Linked DNA regions of Capsicum annuum: region 1 is linked to region 2. The links are chromatin contacts, called in public Hi-C maps. All regions are on one chromosome and are shown on one strand. Each heading gives the region's core, a stretch centred on a gene start, on an enhancer-like site or on the middle of the called end of the contact. The rest is flanking DNA. Distances are from core to core; before and after follow the strand shown. Region 1 overlaps LOC107873265 (a long non-coding RNA gene). Region 2 overlaps LOC107873264 (THO complex subunit 4A).

Region 1 (5,475 bases), core at 1,286-3,785, 340 kb after region 2:
TCAATCTCACAATAATAAAAGAAGAAATTTCAAAGTCTTAAATTGAATAACAAACCAAGAACAATAAGGGTATATAGTATCCTCCAAGGGCTTATCTCTCAATATGTAGCCTCTCTAGTATATAAAAAAATCTAAATGGTATTTATAGATTAAGAAATGGTACATATTAAGCAATCAAGTGTCTTAATCATGGTTAAAAAGATATATACTACTGTCATTTAACTCTCTTTAAATTTATCCCCATTTAGCTATTAAAAAAAACATCTCACAATTTCTTAGCATCACAATAAACGATTTCGTTAGTTATACAATAATTTTTTTTGTATTCATAACTTCTTCTCTTTTTTTTAAATTTCTTTATAGACTAAATTTTTTCCGATTCAAGAAACATTTAAATAAGTTATTTTACGAAAATAAATTGTAAATCATAAAATAACATTTTCAGCATTTCGATATTAAATAAAAAGTATTCAAAATTACTTTGCCATCAAAAATATCAAAGTAAAAGAGACTAATTATCTTTGTTAGATAAAAATTTTCAAAAAAAATAGATAGAATATTTTATCTTAAAAAAAGAAAAATCATTTCTAGGTCTAAACAGTAAGTCGTAACTCATTGTAATAAAATTGTGGAAGAAATCATTTTATATCAAAAGTTTAATGTTGTTTAATTAAAACAATTTCACTTGGTGTCAAAATTTTGAAAAATGGATATTTTCTTACCAAAATCGAAAAACTTAAATACCAACATCTCTTCTTTTAATCATGGTTAATTAGTATACTTCTTTGGTTAAGAAAATTAATTAATTTAGACCTTTGATATTTAAGTAGCATAGGTGTCACACATCTAAATAGAAACTTAGAGAAAATGGAGAAGTGGTGGTTGCTTTCAAATCTTCTTCAATTATTATTTTTTATTCGAAAAAGACTTAAAAATACTCCTGGATTATCTGAAATAGCTCAAAAATACCCCTCGTTAGATTTTTGGCTCAAAAATACCTCTCCATTAAATATTTGACTCAAAAATACCCCTCCCTCTAACGGAATTCGAAAAAGGATCAAAAATACCCCTAAACTATCTGAAATGGGTCAAAAATACCCCTCTGTGAAATATTTGGCTAAAAAATACCCCTCTCCTTAACGAAATTAAATTATTTCGATTGAATTAAACCCTAACTTTAACTTTTAACTCTAATACGTTAATTTTTTTACATCAAAGTATTTTTTTAATTTTACAAATAAGATAATGAAAAAAAGTATTTGAATTATAATATAAATTGGTTGAATTTGATTTGAAAAATAAACATACATTTATTCTAAAAAGGTATTTTCACTTTACATCTTTTTAATCTTTAAAGAAATTAAAGAAATATAAATTAACAAAATTAACAAAATTAACGAAATATAAATCTTCACTTAAAGAAATTAACGAAATATATATTAAATGATGAACTTTATATAAATTAATGAAATAATCGAAATAATTTAATTTCGTTAAGGGAGGGGTATTTTTGAGCCAAATATTTAGCAGAGGGGTATTTTTTACCCATTTTAGATAGTTCAGGGGTAGTTTTGATCCTTTTCTGAATTCCGTTAGAGGGAGGGGTATTTTTGAGCCAAATATTTAACGGAGGGGTATTTTTAAGCCAAAAATCTAACGAAGGGCATTTTTGAGTTATTTCGGATAGTTCAGGGGTATTTTTGAGCCTTTTTCGTTTTTTATTTGATACACATTCAACCAAAAAACTGTCATACAATAAATTTAAAACTGCTCGATGGTTCTAAAGAAAATAAAATTATGTTTAAAATGTTTATTAGTTTTTGCTACTTGGCTAAACCAGATGTGTCTTAAATTATTTGAAACATACATACATACATACATACATACATACATACATAATACCTGACTTTTCAGAAACAAAAAACGTACAATCAATTCTTATTCATATATTGAGTAACATTTTAGCCACAATAAAAATATAAAATCAGCTCGCTTCAATCACTAAGTTCATAGCTATCTAGTTTTATCTTTTTGTGACCTTTAACTTGTAGTGTAATAGGAATTCATTTCCATGGCATTAGTTGACCAACTAAATGATAGTAATACTTTCTGCACAACATTTAACTCTAACTACCTAAAGAGATATACATTTAAATAATGCAAACATTTCCTAAGAAATGAGAAAGATGAAAGTCCTCTCGACTTTTTTCCATAAGTCTTTTATTTCACAATAATCATATAGCAAATTGTTAAGAGAATTACAACTTCAAATTAAATAATCTCATTCCCCTCATAAACAATATTTTCTTTTCTCTGTGAATCATTTTTTGAAAAACGAAATCGTCAAAGAAATTATGCAATAGCTGAGGAAGAACTAACAAAGGTTCCAAAAGCTAATTCTAAGTTACATCACCAACTGCATTCTCAACTCCTTTGGGAATAAATTTAGCATCTGTATTAGACCTGCAATCAAAATCCTAGGTTAGAGTTGGTATATGTTTAAGTTGAATTCATATTGAAAGAAAAAACCACATGTAGTCATCTCTGGAATTGCGTATTCCACTAATCTTCACTGGACTCTGACCTATTCGTGTTTATTAATTAGTTCTGTAGCTAATGAAAAAACACGAATAAGAAAAGAAGAGAAGAGAATAAAGGTAAATACAAAGTCAAATCAGAAGTAATCAAAATTTAAAAAGGACAGTCCAGTGAATTAAAGCTCCAGCTATGCGAGGGGCCAGGAAAGGGTCAAACCACAAGGATCTGTACGCAAAATTACCTTTGCATTTTTTCACGGCTTAAGCCAATTCCCTCCCGATCACATGACATCACAAGTAATCATACACGAAACCGAAACTGATATAACTTCCTAAATCGATGTTGAAATCTGATTTTCATCATCTAGCGTATAATTTTATCACTGTATAAAATTATAAAAGTAAAATCCTCAACCAAAATTATTTAAAAGAAAAGGTACATAAATTTGTGATACTTCTCTTCTAAATAATATGATTTCGAAGATACTTCAAGTTGTGATACTTCTCTTTTGAATACTATGATTTCTATATGTTGTTAGAGTGAATGTTATTTATTTTCTCATTTTATAAGCCAAGTAAGTAATAACTATAGCACACTTCTGAATAACGATCTGGTATAATTTGATCCTTCCCTGACTTTTGCAGCTTGATTGTAATGACCACAAGATCTGTCAAATCTCAAAGATAGATTTGTCAAAAAAAAATTTGTTGCTCACTTTAGCAATTTTTTAATTACAGTTTTTTCTAGGACATATTTAATATGATAAGATCAAATGACATTTTGATACATCTAATATATTTTTAATTTAAAATCACAAAATTTTAAAATTTTATTCTACATTTTTAAAAATTTATTAATTTAAAATAAACAAATACATTGAAAGAGAAAAAATATTTATTGAGTCAATGATTACACAAAATGTTGTCTCCACTTTCAGCGGTGTATAGAAATGTGTCTTCTAATTTTAGAATTATACTAGATGTAGCGCGGGCCCAACATTGAAGCTTTAGCATTGGCCTAGGCAACTGTGTTATAGCAATAGCTAGTGAAGAAACCACTTTTGATGATGAGGTGCATTTCAAAAGAGCACTAAAATTATGATGATTTGATCGTTTAGTTATGACATGTTTCAGTTACATCGACAAAATTGAGGTAGCAGGTAAAATATTGTGTGTGGCTCTATGGATGCAGTATATGAGCAAATACAACCGGTGTTTCTGCAGATATTATTGCAACATCCTCATTGGCTTTCTTGATTTTGTTGATCCCAACATGGTCGATTTCTTGATATTGATTTGCCAAGAAAGACGTTGCTACTGTTGATGAATGTGCTGATGAGCCAAAGAGCTGAAGGAGGAGAAAGACCAACAGCTTAAGGAGATTGAATTGTGGCAGCTGAAACTGCAGGAGATGGCTCTGCTATTTGGTTAGCAGAGCCGGCCTTGGAGGCTGTCCATTTCCATGACGATCTATTCTGAGCGTCCCTTCCGAAGAATTGAATGCTAAAAGCCCTGAGTAATGATGTCACTTATGAGCTCAATGGTGTCATTATGTATACGACTATAAATTTGTAATAATAGTATCAACTTCTTTTAAACTCTATCAACTACCTATTCACCGTGATATCAATCACCTGAAGATAATTTATATTCATGCATTTCAAAGAAAACCTCAGATGCTTAATAAAAAATCCATCATAAATAGGAAAGCAGATTTCACAAGTAGCAATTCAAGTCCACTGAACTCATGCATATAAAATATTACAATGTAAAATATATAGTTAGCTATTAAAAGGAAACGTAAAGTGTACAATGAATGAAGTCATTAAACTCCATCGTGGCATAGATCATATCAATGAAGACAATATCTTAACAGGCAAAAGAGATAATAATAAGCATTAAACTAAACTCACGGTGTAAGTAGTAGTAGGCTCTATAGCCCTAGGAACAGACAATATAATAAATGTTCCTACACTCCTGATAACTACAGAATAACAACAACAACAACAACAAACCCAGTGTATTCCCACTTAGTGGGGTCTGGGGGGTAAGATGTACGCAGTCCATACCTCTACCTCTGATGAAGTAGAAAGGCTGTTTCCGAAAGACCCCCGGCTCAAGGCACAAGATATCACACAAACACATAGTAAAGCACAGAAGCAGATGACATAACATAAATACGGCACCCATAAGGAATATAAAACAGAGGAAAGCAGAGGAAAGCACACTGATTCGTAATAAGCATGGAACACTGAATACGAAATCATAACGGGAATAAAAAATAAAAAATAAAAAAAAACCCCACCAAGTAATTCCCTACACTAGCGACCCAATCTGGCCCTACTCTTCTGCCGTAATTCGCGTCTTCCAGACCTTCCTATCTAGGGTCATGTCCTCGGTGAGCTGTAACTGTTCCATGTCCCGCCTAATCACCTCACCCCAGTACTTCTTCGGCCTACCCCTACCCCGCCTAAAACCATCCAACGCTAGCCTCTCACACCTACGGACCGGGGCATCCATGCCCCTCCTCTTCACGTGTCCGAACCATCTCAATCGTGCTTCCCGCATCTTACACTCCACTGAAGTCACACCAACCTTCTCCCGGATAGTCTCATTCCGAACTCTATCCCCTCGAGTCAGTCCACACATCCAGCGCAACATCCGCATTTCTGCCACCTTCATTTTTTGGATGTGGGAGTTCTTAACTGGCCAACACTCCGCTCCATACAGCAAGGCCGGACGGACTACCACCCTATAGAGTATTAAATCTTAAAGAGTATTAAATACTTTCCCCAGTTTAGCCGACACTGAAAACTGAATTCATTCTGTGACAAAAACTGATTTTTAACGCATTTGCAAATTCCTAGTGATTCAAACATGGAAACAGCAACAGACGTATCTTTATCAAGATAGTGTATCAAACAAGGATACCATTTTG
Region 2 (5,399 bases), core at 1,630-4,129:
AAATCCATAAAACTCCACAAGGATTGGCATTGTCACAGTCTCATTACATCGAAAAGGTACTTGATAAGTTCAAGTATTTAGATTTCGGTATTGCCAAGATTCCATTAGACGTGAGCCTTGCATTTCAAAAGAATGAAGGTGAAAGTGACTTACAGTTGGAATACGCAAGAGTGTTGGGATGTTTAATGTATATCATGAATTGTGCACGATTAGACATAACATGTGTTATTAGTAAGTTGAGTCGGTACACGAGTAATCCTAATAAAACTCACTGGATGGCAATGAAAAGAGTTTTGGGGTATCTTAAATATACTCAAGACTATGCTTTACATTATAATAAATATCCCACGGTAATTGAAGGATATAGTGATGCAAATTGGATCATCGGATCGAATATAGTAAAATCCATGAGTGGATATCTATTTACTATATGTGGAGGAGCATTTGCTTGGAAATCGTCCAAACAGACATGTATTGCTCGCTCTACAATGAAATTTGAATTTATCATATTAGATAAAACCGGTGAAGAAGCAGAATGGCTCTGGAATTTCTCGAAAGATATTCCTTATTGGCCCAAACCATTGGCACCAACATGTATACATTGTGACAGCCAAGCGGCGATAGGTAGGACAGGAAGCATGATGTATAGCAGTAAATATCGCCATATAAGATGGAGACATAATACCATTAGAGAACTACTCTCTTGTGAAGTTATCACTGTTGACTATGTGAAGTCAAAATGACAATGTGTCGGATCTACTTACAAAAGGTCTATCTAGAGAGGGAGTTGAGAGAACATTCAAGGGAATGAGTTTACGGCGTAGGACAAGTCAGCATGACGGTAACTCTACCTAGCAGACTAGAGATCCCAAGAGCTAGGTTCAAGGAGATCAAACAAAGTTGTGACTGACATGTTTAACATTGTCAATATACCCAACCCATTCTCATGATGTAGATAATGTTTAGTAAACAAGGATAAGGCTTGTGATGCGAAACCTTTTTACTTTTAATGATTATCTAAATTTGGGAGGTTTGACTAAATAGTTTAATCTATAGGATTGAATGTTCAGAAATCACCTATGTGAGGGTGAAGTTGAAGCCGCTTCAAGGAGAATGTTAGTAAAGGCCTATTCTCTAAGCTTTCATGAAACTAGGACGTGTTCATGGCTGAAACGAACAAAACCGTGAGAACCATAAGCGGTAAAAGACTGGTTGTGCGACATGTGTTGTCTAGGTGTACATTAAAGCTCGACGGGTCAAAGATAAAAAATCTACCAATTGACCGAGTGCATTCGATGCATGCTCACTACGGAAAGTTCAAAGGGAAACTCATTTATCCAGATGCAATCAGTCTTTACTTGCTGATCACATACTTGTCTGTAAAGTTTTATAAAGAGTAGCCATTCCTCATTCATGTGGGGGATTGTTGGGTTCAATTGGTGTAAATGAAAAATAGAGGGACACAATCCACCCTTCGAGGAAAAGAAACACTGTTTCGGAAAAGGAGTGACTGTTCGGTCGGATGTGACTGTTCAAAAAAGACATGTTTCGGAATGGATAGACATGACTATTCCAAAATGATACACCCTTCCATGAACCATTGCTTCCTTTTCGAAGGGGCATTTGATGACTATAAATACCCGAACTTTTTTCCTCAGGTACTATATGAAATTTCTGCATTGAAAAAACATTTCTCTTGCTTCTAAAAACATTTCTCTTGCTTCTAAAAACTCGGTGTGATCATCTCCCGTTGCGTGAGTTCGAAGAAATCAGAAGGTTTGAGGTACCGCTACATTCTGATTGTGAGCCATTTTATCCTGAGAGGAAAAACTCCGCAACATCGGGCACTTGAGGGGAATTAATTTCTTAAGGATACTCCATGAATTCGGAGGACTTGGCTCTTTTTCTACTTCATCTTGTTTCTTTAAAATAACACACTTCTTTGATAGTTCATGTTGAACTTGGGTTGAAGGTGTTGAAAACTTCGGTGATGTTCTTGAATTAATCTTGAACTTGTGTTGAAGTATTTGAGAAAACATACAGATTGTGTACCTGAAACAACAGAATACACAGAGAATTTTGACTCTGTATGGATGTTGTGGCACCTAATTTCTTTCTGGTAGATTCCTATTGATGCTACCTGGAGCACTGGATGGTGTAAAACATAGTATTATGTGTTATTAAAATATTCTGCTTTGTATAATATGTTGTATATGATTACTTTGATTTCCTGATCTTCAATCTAGTCTCTTCTGGATTCTCGTTCTTGTCAAGTCTCTGCTCTAGGTTCAAAGCTGTTGATCTTAAATCGTAGTTGCATTACATTCTTGAAGCAACTATTCTGATGAGAAGTCCTGAAACAATTATAACCTACAGACATCTGTTTTATTTTCAGCTGCTGTTTTCAGATGTTGGTGAGCTTAAAGAATATGCGCTGCATTATGATAACTCAGGCAGGTCAAAGGTAATTTGGCAAGCCACCTTCCCTAGAAAGAGTCTCCTTAGATGTGTTCTGTAATATATTCTTGTTGATAATGTTGAGTAAATTCCTGTTTAGGGAACTGCAGAAGTGGTCTTCACACATCAGTCTGGTGCTTTAGCTGCTATGCGTAGATACAACAACATACAGCTTGACGGTAGACCAATGAAAATTGAGGTGATTGGGGTGAATGTTCCAACTCATCCAGTGCCTCATTTTGCATCAGAAAATTTGCGAGGAAGTTTCCAGAGGTAAAACATCAGTACCTTGTAGCTTTTTTGTTGGGGAAGGATTCATATTGTCCACGGTTATTTTATGAGCAACCAGTAACTCTTGAATGCTAGTGGCATAAAAGATCATTCAGATGCTAATGATTGGGTTGTAATTTCTTTACTAATGAGCCCTTGCCTGAATGTAATGACTTCTAGAGAATTGTTTTGGCCTGCAGACCAGGAGGAGCAGCATATGAAAGGGCTCGTATAGAAAGAAACCATCATAAACCTGTCTCAGCTACAGTTTCAAAAAAAACACCCGTCTCAGCTGAAGATCTTGATGCTGATTTGGACAAGTATCATTCTGATGCTATGCACATTTAAGTAATTTCTCATTATTTTTGTCCTACGGCTGTTTGTTAACATCCAAGAACGCAAGAGCCTCCTGTCCTACGTTGACATCATATAAATTATATGGTACATAAATAGCTAAATACCCAGTTATATAAACTTAGCTCACTTTGTTTAGAGGTAATCTGGATATACATCTCTTCACTATTATATCATCTTGGCAAGAGGATTTTACATAATTATGGTGATTGCACAAGCTTTTTCTTGCATTTGTTGTTCCCTCCAGAATCTTTAATTGTGTGCTTAGTCTATATACTGCTTGTCAAGTTAGTGTTGCAGAAGTTACTACTTGGTTAAGATTCATGTTTGGTCTAGGTCATCAAATTTGGATTGGACTGTTTTAATTTCTCTTCCAATTTTCTAGTGCCTACATCTTTCTTACAAATCTTCTCTTTGATTGCGTAACCTTTGTTCGTGTCACGGCAATTCTAAGTTCTTTGTTCCTCTTGATTTGATTTGTTTTAGGACAAACACATAAATACACTTAAGAGTAAATATTACAAAAACTACCCATAGTTTCTATTTTACAAAATATAACAATAGAAATGTAACAAAATCTACCAGCAAAAGAAAAAAATAAAAGACAATAAATAAAATAGCATGATTTAAAGGGTAACTTAATAGTTGATATTTTACCCTACAAATTCTCCTACTTTGTTTTTCATCAACTTTTTTAAAAAAATAATAAGGCAAACGAAAAAACACTACATTTATTTGATATTTGTTTTATGTTTTCAGATTTAATTTATTTAATTTAATTGACCTTAATTTTTAATATTTTTTAGGAGAAAACATCATTAATAGTGGTAAATTCTCCGGTTGATTCAAACCACATCCTATACAAATTTCATACACCATAAAATTATTGATTCAAACCACATCCTATACAAATTTCATACACCATAAAATTATTGATACACCTATTTTTATATAGATTGGACACCATAAAATTATTGATACATCAATTTTTATACATTTTAAACACTATAAAATTATTAATACACCAATTTTTATATAAAACTTTCTAATACACCATAAAATTATTGATACACCTATTTTTATATAGATTGGACACCATAAAATTATTGATACACTAATTTCTATACATTTTGGATACTATAAAATTATTGTTACACCAATTTTTATATATTTTCGACACCATAAAATTGTTGTTATTGATAAATTAATTTCTAGATAATTCAAACACCATAAAATTATCATTTTTATACATTTTAAACACCATAAAATTATTAATACACCAATTTTTATATAAAACTTTCTAATACACCATAAAATTATTGATACACCTATTTTTATATAGATTGGACACCATAAAATTATTGATACACTAATTTCTATACATTTTGGATACTATAAAATTATTGTTACACCAATTTTTATATATTTTCGACACTATAAAATTGTTGTTATTGATAAATTAATTTCTAGATAATTCAAACACCATAAAATTATTGATACAAAATCATTAATACATCAATTTCTATACAATTCAGACACCGTAAAGCTGTTGATACACCAAATTCTATATAATTCATGCACCATAGATACATCAATTTCTATAAAATTCTTACACTACACCATAGATACACCAATTTCTATACAATTCATACACCACACAATAAATACATCAATTTCTTTACAATTCATATACCATAAAATCATTGATATCCATCTCAGCCGGTGTCATCGGACAATTCTCAAAACTCTTCGAAACTACCAGAAGATCTAATCTAATCGGCTTTTTTCTTTTCAACACTCTTCTTTTTCAACACCAAGCTTCCATTCCTGTAAAAAATCTCTCTGCAAAACACTCTCTTTAGAACCGTATTCATCGTCTTCTACAACTTCGACTAATTCCGTTTTCAATTCTTCCTTCATTTTTGAGTCTTCTTCTACTTCGCTTGCTGCTATCCTTCACTTGTCGGTGTCATCGAAAAATTCTCGAAACTCCTCAAAATTATCAAAAGATTCAATTTAATTGGCCTCTTCTTTTCCAACAACTAGAAGTAGAACAAAAGAATAATCGGTAGTAACAAACATTGAGAAAAAACCTAAAACCCATCACGAAAAAGAAAAAATCCAAAACCCATCACGAAAAAGTTTCTAACCCACGTCACCATCAGTTTTTCGATGAAATTGCCGAAAACTCATGCAGTTTGAAGTTTTGCTGCGATTGAAGTTTGAATCCGAAAATGATGATTCGGTAGCCTCCACGCCTTGCTCGAAAGATGGGTTGTGAAAGTTGAAATAAAGAATTATAATTTTTTTTCTGGATC

The links. A called contact is a pair of places that touch in the nucleus more often than the background predicts.
Region 1: a contact with region 2 is called in a Hi-C map of leaf, with 3 times the contacts expected there. The contact joins two enhancer-like sites. A contact is called at or near these places in 2 of 5 Hi-C or Micro-C datasets (leaf and placenta).

What each region holds. Positions count from the first base shown.
Region 1 is chr6:105,454,891-105,460,365 of UCD10Xv1.1, forward strand. LOC107873265 (a long non-coding RNA gene) reads right to left here. Exons shown (of 6, transcript XR_007057106.1): 5 at 2,780-5,475; 6 at 2,449-2,463. Among protein-coding and RNA genes, the nearest start is that of LOC107873265, 7.8 kb to the right of the region's middle. Within about 2 kb of position 2,536, at least 5 of the 5 cell types and tissues checked have an H3K27ac peak or open chromatin away from gene starts, as enhancers often do. A contact at or near this core is called in leaf, where this site is marked.
Region 2 is chr6:105,119,087-105,124,485 of UCD10Xv1.1, forward strand. LOC107873264 (THO complex subunit 4A) reads left to right here. Exons shown (of 5, transcript XM_016720035.2): 3 at 2,396-2,464; 4 at 2,558-2,730; 5 at 2,928-3,311. The coding sequence ends at 3,075. Among protein-coding and RNA genes, the nearest start is that of LOC107873264, 9.9 kb to the left of the region's middle. Within about 2 kb of position 2,880, at least 4 of the 5 cell types and tissues checked have an H3K27ac peak or open chromatin away from gene starts, as enhancers often do. A contact at or near this core is called in leaf, where this site is marked.